Linked DNA regions of Capra hircus: region 1 is linked to region 2. A link is a contact called in public Hi-C data. All regions are on one chromosome and are shown on one strand. Each heading gives the region's core, a stretch centred on a gene start, on an enhancer-like site or on the middle of the called end of the contact. The rest is flanking DNA. Distances are from core to core; before and after follow the strand shown. Region 1 overlaps STIM1 (stromal interaction molecule 1). Region 2 holds the start of STIM1 (stromal interaction molecule 1).

Region 1 (2,970 bases), core at 83-2,582, 95 kb before region 2:
AGGCACTGTTTCTTCATCTGTAAAATGCGGCATAAAAACCACAATGTTCTAAGTATTTAAAATTATGCAAGCTAACTTTACCTTGCCCACTGATTAAAGTAAAACTAGTTTGGTCTAGATAAATGTTATGTCTTCTTACTGCCTTAAAATTTTTTTTTTCTCTTAAAAACTTAAAACTAAATCTCTTGAATAATAACTACCTAGCTGAAGGGAGAAGGAAGAGATGTATGTGAAACTGACCTATTCAAAGCACTGGCTTGACAGAGAATGTAGGTGGGTAGCTAACCCTACTCTCCCTCCAGCTCTTCATGTTTAAGGCTTGCTGGCCCTTCAAGGCCCAGGGAAAGTCCATCTCCACCAGGAAAGCTTCCTGAACCACTCCAGGTCAGAGCACTGAGCCCAGTCTGGGCCAGGCACCACCTCATAAGGTTTCTTCTGCTCCTAATTGAATTATATCCCAGGTGGCCTGTTAGCTCCTCTGGAGTGGGACTTGAGAGACCTATCACTATTTCCGCAAGAACAGAATTGAGGACATTATAACTACCTAAGGGAGAAAGGGAGGATGAACAAGACAGGAACTATGCTGCGACTTCTACATATGGTGTCTCTTTTATTATTCTGTGAATTGGTACCTTTATTATCCCCAGTATAAGATGAGGAAACTGAGGCCCAGATACACTACATTATCTACTCAAGTCACATAAATGGTGAAAGTAGGGTGGAACTAGGATATTATCTATCTACAGAGTCTTAATAAGAATAAATACATATTGGTGCCCACTTGGTTACCCACCATACAGCTGGTTTGTTAGGCAATTCAGTCATACCAGCCTTCCACCTCAACTCCTTTTTGCTGCCAGTTGGGCCTGAGATGCCAGTTTGACTTTCTTACTTACTCTTATTTTATCTCACATGGGAAATGTGAAGGGAGCTCCCCAGGGTCCCTTCCAGGGTGGAGTATGTGGAAAAACAGGCTAGACAAAGGGTGCTTCAGGGGGAATTTAAAAAAAGAGACAAGTATCCATATCCTATAATATCAGAGCCAGAAAGACTCACTAGTTAAATTCTCTGGTTTTACAGAGGAAGATATTGAACCCTAAGAGGCAAGGTCATTTGCCTAAGGTCACACAGCTGAGTGGAGACTGAAATCCTGTCTCTCAACTTCCAAATTAGTACTCACTTTGGTCTACCCTGCACCAGGCTATGGAGACAGAACTGGAGTATGACCTGTCAGGCCTGTCACTAAGCGAAAAACCCAAACGCTGTAAACACAGGAAATGGGCTGGGATGAGGTTCAGAGGGAGTAGCAATCTTTGCCAAGTTAGAAGTGTTCAAGCGTTTCCTGTCCACAGCTGTTAACTGTCACAGAAATGCTCCAGAAAGTAATACAGGCAGGAAAAAAAAAAGAAAAAAAGACTAAGGCCTAGAATTGACTATAAATTATTCAGGCTAATCCACTTAGTTTTACAGATGAGGAAGCTAAGACTACCCCCTAAAAGAAAAATGACTTGACCAAACTCACACCATAGAATTCAAAGATCCTTAGAAACCACTTACTTGGTTCAAATCCTTCACTTTAACGATGAAGTTTGAGCCCCAGAGAGGGAAAGGGCCTTGCCCAAGGTCACACAGCTAGACTTGTGTCACAGCCAGCACTGGAACTCGGGTCTTCTACCTCACAGGCCACTATGCTTCCCACTAGTTAGAGTGAGCAAGATAAAGGGCTCTGCCTCAGATGATTTGGGTGCTATTTTGGCCTTGAAAAAAATACAACGTGTCAGGAAACTGAAAATAAGCAGGATATACTAACAGCTAATGAAGAATGACAAGGGCCAAACAGAGTAAGCTTAGAGGAGCCGAAACAAAAGTGGTCTGGTTGCTTAAGACTTTGGGAAACTAAGAGGTAGAAAAATATTCTGGCTATTCTAGGAACTTAGAATCCAGAGGAGAACAATCAGGGAAAACACACAGAAATGGCTGGAAGCACTAAGGGAAATCCCAAGGTAATGCTTCCTTCTTCTGTCCTAAGTCAAAATATCCAGAAAACATCACTGCAGGAGCAGTCCTCGGTTCAGCAGGCCACTAAGGGGTACAATAGTAATTGGCAGATTCCTGGGGCCCCATTCTACACAGCTCATGGGTATGGAAGGAACTATATTTACACAATTGCTGGCAGTTCATTATATCCAATCTTCGCATCAGCCCTGCATGACAAGGACCATGATTGCCATTTAACAGATGTGGAAACTAGGGCTGAGAGAAGACAAGTCTCTTAGTCACAGTCACAGTTAGTATTACACATGGCAAATCAAATTGCTGTTGTTGTTTAGTTGCTCAGTTGTGTCCAACTCTTTGCAACCCCATGGACTGTAGCCCACCAGGCTTCCCTGTCCATGGGATTCCCAGGCAGGAATTCTGGAGTGGGTTGCCATTTCCCACTCTAGGGGATCTTCCTGACCCAGGGATTGAACCCACATCTCCTGCATTGCCAGTGGATTCTTTACCGCCTAGCCACCAGGGAATCCAGTATTCACACTTAAAAACTCTCCTTCCAGAAATTCTTAGCAAATGTCTGCTGCTCCAATCCTATGGGATACAATGAGGAAATAGATATGCTTCTGGCCTACCAGCGTTCCAATCAGAGATTGGAGAATTAAGTAATTATTGTAACAACACATAACAATTTTGAATGCTTACTAATATGGCAAGTGCTATTCTAAGCTCTCCACGTATACTGCTCCATTTAATTTACACAGGAACTTAGTGAGGTGTTTACGGTTTTGTTTTTGTTTGTTTGTTTTTTTGGTTTTGGTCATGCTGCTTGGCTTGCAGGATCGTCATTCCCCTACCAAGGATTAAACCCAGCCACAGCGGTGAAAGCACTGAGTCTCAACCACTGGACCACCATGGAATTCCAACATCATTACTATTATTCTCCTCATGTACAGATAGGAAAACAAGGCACAGAGA
Region 2 (2,915 bases), core at 62-2,561:
CCCTAGTGGTAAACAGCATTCCATCTAAGGAACTGCTTTGATATTTCAGATGGGCACAGCTAGGAGACAGCAGATTACCTAAGGGCAGGGAGGAAATAGGGTTCCCACGCTCACTGGAATAGCAAGGCACACCTCAACACTAACTTACAGAGTAATAAAGCTGGCTCAGTCCTGACTTTCCCTGCCCAGTCCAAGTAGCCTCAACCTCCCCTGTGCTGCCAAGTGCTGAAACTGGCCAAGAGCAATAGACTTATCATCTGCCCAGGCCATTATTCCAGGCAAGTAATCCTGAGACAGGGTCTTGACTTGCTGATCTGAAAGGCCAAGGTGTGCCAGAAGCAAACCGCCTTTCTCTGCCAACAAAAGACATCCTGAGGAGGGATGAAGAAAGTTGTTCAAGAGACAAAGACATCAGCAGTAGCTCCTGAACGGAAAGAACTCCCTGGACTCCTAAGAACTGGCAGTGCCATGATTGGGTGCTCCATCAATCACAAGTGTAGAAACCGACTGTTCAAACTTCCCCACTTGGGCAACTCAGTTCTTGCCCGTGGCAAGGCCTTACCTGCTGCAGTGGACTCCTCAGAATTGGCCCCCGAGCCGGTCGCCTTCTCGCTGTGGCTTTGGCTGAGGCTCTGGCCGTGATGCAGGAGGAGCCCCCAAACGAGCCACAGGGCAAGACGAGCGCACACATCCATGACTCCAGGTCTCAGTCAACATGCGCCTGATGGAGACACCTCAGGGTCTCAGAGGCAAAGTTGGGAGCCCGGTCTTGGAACCCCAGGCAAGATGCCCTCGAGGTGCCGCAGCTGTCCAGCCACCCGCGAGTCTGCCTCCTCCGACAGCCAAAGGTCAAGTGCTCCAAGTTTGGGAGCGGGAGGAAGGCCGGCGTCTCCGGCCCAACTGTGGGTCCGCTGGAGCTGCGACGGCCTGAGTGCCCTGTCAGCTCGAGCCGCTTCCGGAGAGTTTGGACAAGGCGGCCGCGGAGCCGCTGTCCGCTCCGCAGCCGGCTACACCCTTTGGGGAGGGGGTGAGCGGGCGGGACCTCTCGCGGTGGGGGAGGGAGAGAAAGGAGGAGAAGGGGGCACCTGGCTTCGCCCCGCCGGGGATCCTCGAGCAGCGCAGGTTCGGGGAGGGCGTGCGACTCCGAGGCCCCCGCGGGCGCGGGCGGCTCGGGGATCCCAGGCCTCCAAGGCCGAGGTCAGCGATCCCGCCCAGTCCCGTGCCCCGGCCGGCGGTGCCCAGGTTCAGCAGGCGGACGCGCACGGGCCAGGCCCGGGATAGAGGCTCGCGGGCGTGCGGGCGGGAGGCGCGGGGCGGGCCCGGGGCGGGCGGGGGCGTGCTCTCCCGCAGGCCCGCCCAGCGCCGCCCGGCCCCCAGCGAAGCCCGGGCCCGCCCCAGCGCTGGGTTTATCCCGGAATAACCTGTTGTAGGCAGCCACCCGGCGCCCGCAGACCCCGGAGGGCTCTCCCGGTCCGCGCTAGTCTCCGCTAGGATCCCTCTCCCCAGCCAAGTGTCGGGTCCCAAGCCTCCCTTTCGCCCACTAGTCTCTCCCGTGCTAACCGCCCGCAAACGGACGGGCTGGCGGGCGCTGACACGCAAGTCGCTCAGGTAACCCAGGCCTGCGGCGGCGGCGGCGATGATGACACTGGCCCGGATCTCCGGGCCTCGGTGCCGACCCACTCGCCTCAGCTCTAGAGCCGGGCAGGGCAGAGGGCCTGGACACTACGACTGCCGCCCGGTACTGCCAGAGGAGACAACGACCCGGCCCGGTTCAGCCGGGGGCGCGTTCCCAGCCCCCTACTCCCGGCCGGCATCCCAGGCTCCGCCCCTCTCGCCGCGCCCCGCAGCCAATCGGCTCCCGCCTCTCTGCAGCTTAGGAACCCGCGCGCTTAGTCACCCCTGTGCAGCGGCCCCTGGCGGGCAAAGCTAGGTTCTGCGGCCGGGATCGGAGCTCCTTGGGAGGCCCTGCCCCTTTGCAGAGAGCTGGGGAATTAGAGCGAGGACCCGCCCCGGGGGAGGCCCATTGGGGCCTGCTAGTGTTTTCAGAAGGAATGATGCCAGAAAACAAAGCGAAGCGTCCAAACCAGTATAGGTAAAATGGCCCCACACATTCCTAAATGGCCAAAGGGCCCCATATCTGCCTTCCTGACCTTCCCCCCCAACTTACCCCCCCCAATCCAAGCTAAGTAGGATGCCCTCCCTTAACTCTCTCAGCCCGTTTTCCTACCCGTCCCCCAACCCCCTCCCCTCTGAGGTTTCTGCGGGTAGGGCCTGTGTAGGTTCCTCCCTGCATCTCACTCTCCCAGCTCTGTCTGTGGCTTGAGGGTGTTAGCGACTTGAGAACGAGTGCCCCTATTAAGAGGGAGAAGCGTCTGGGCCTCCCTCAACAGAGCCTGCACTTCCTGTTCTCTTCTCAAGTGTGCTGTCAGCAGATCTTTACTGAAACCTGCTCTGTGCCCTGCCCTGTCCTTGGCACCGGCGGCAGGAGAAGGGATTAGGCCCCGGCCCTCCCCTGACAGTGCTAAGCCAGCTACCTGTTCTGAGCAAGCCCTCTGAAGATCGGGAACATGGATTTGCCCAACAGCTGCCGGGCTTAAGAGTTAGGCTGTTAATATAAAAATACACCTCCGACGTCATCTACTACCACCCTCCCACTCTCTTATTGAACTTCGGTTACACTGGTCTTAAGTTCCTCAAGCACATGGAATCTCAGCCACCTCCCATGCCTCCTAGCTACTGTGGCTTCTACCTGAAACACTCTCTTCCCCTCCAGGGCCTCCCATGAAAATGGCCCCCTTCCTCACATGACTGACTTCTCATTCTTCCAGATACAATTCAACGGACTTCCCTGGTGGTCCAGCGGCTGAGACCCTGCACTCCCAAGGCAGGGGGCCTGGGTTTGATCCCTGGTGAGG

What was found. Hi-C and Micro-C count contacts between places; a contact is called where the count stands out from the background.
Region 1: a contact with region 2 is called in a Hi-C map of liver, with 3 times the contacts expected there. The contact joins the enhancer-like site here to the promoter of STIM1 in region 2. A contact is called at or near these places in 3 of 5 Hi-C or Micro-C datasets (blood and liver).

Annotation. Positions count from the first base shown.
Region 1 is chr15:32,211,008-32,213,977 of ARS1.2, reverse strand. All of the region lies in intron 1 of STIM1 (stromal interaction molecule 1), which reads right to left. Among named protein-coding and RNA genes, the nearest start is that of STIM1, 95 kb to the right of the region's middle. Within about 2 kb of position 1,332, at least 2 of the 5 cell types and tissues checked have an H3K27ac peak or open chromatin away from gene starts, as enhancers often do.
Region 2 is chr15:32,115,867-32,118,781 of ARS1.2, reverse strand. It overlaps STIM1 (stromal interaction molecule 1), which reads right to left and starts at 1,311. Exons shown (of 13, transcript XM_018059438.1): 1 at 563-1,311. The coding sequence starts at 695.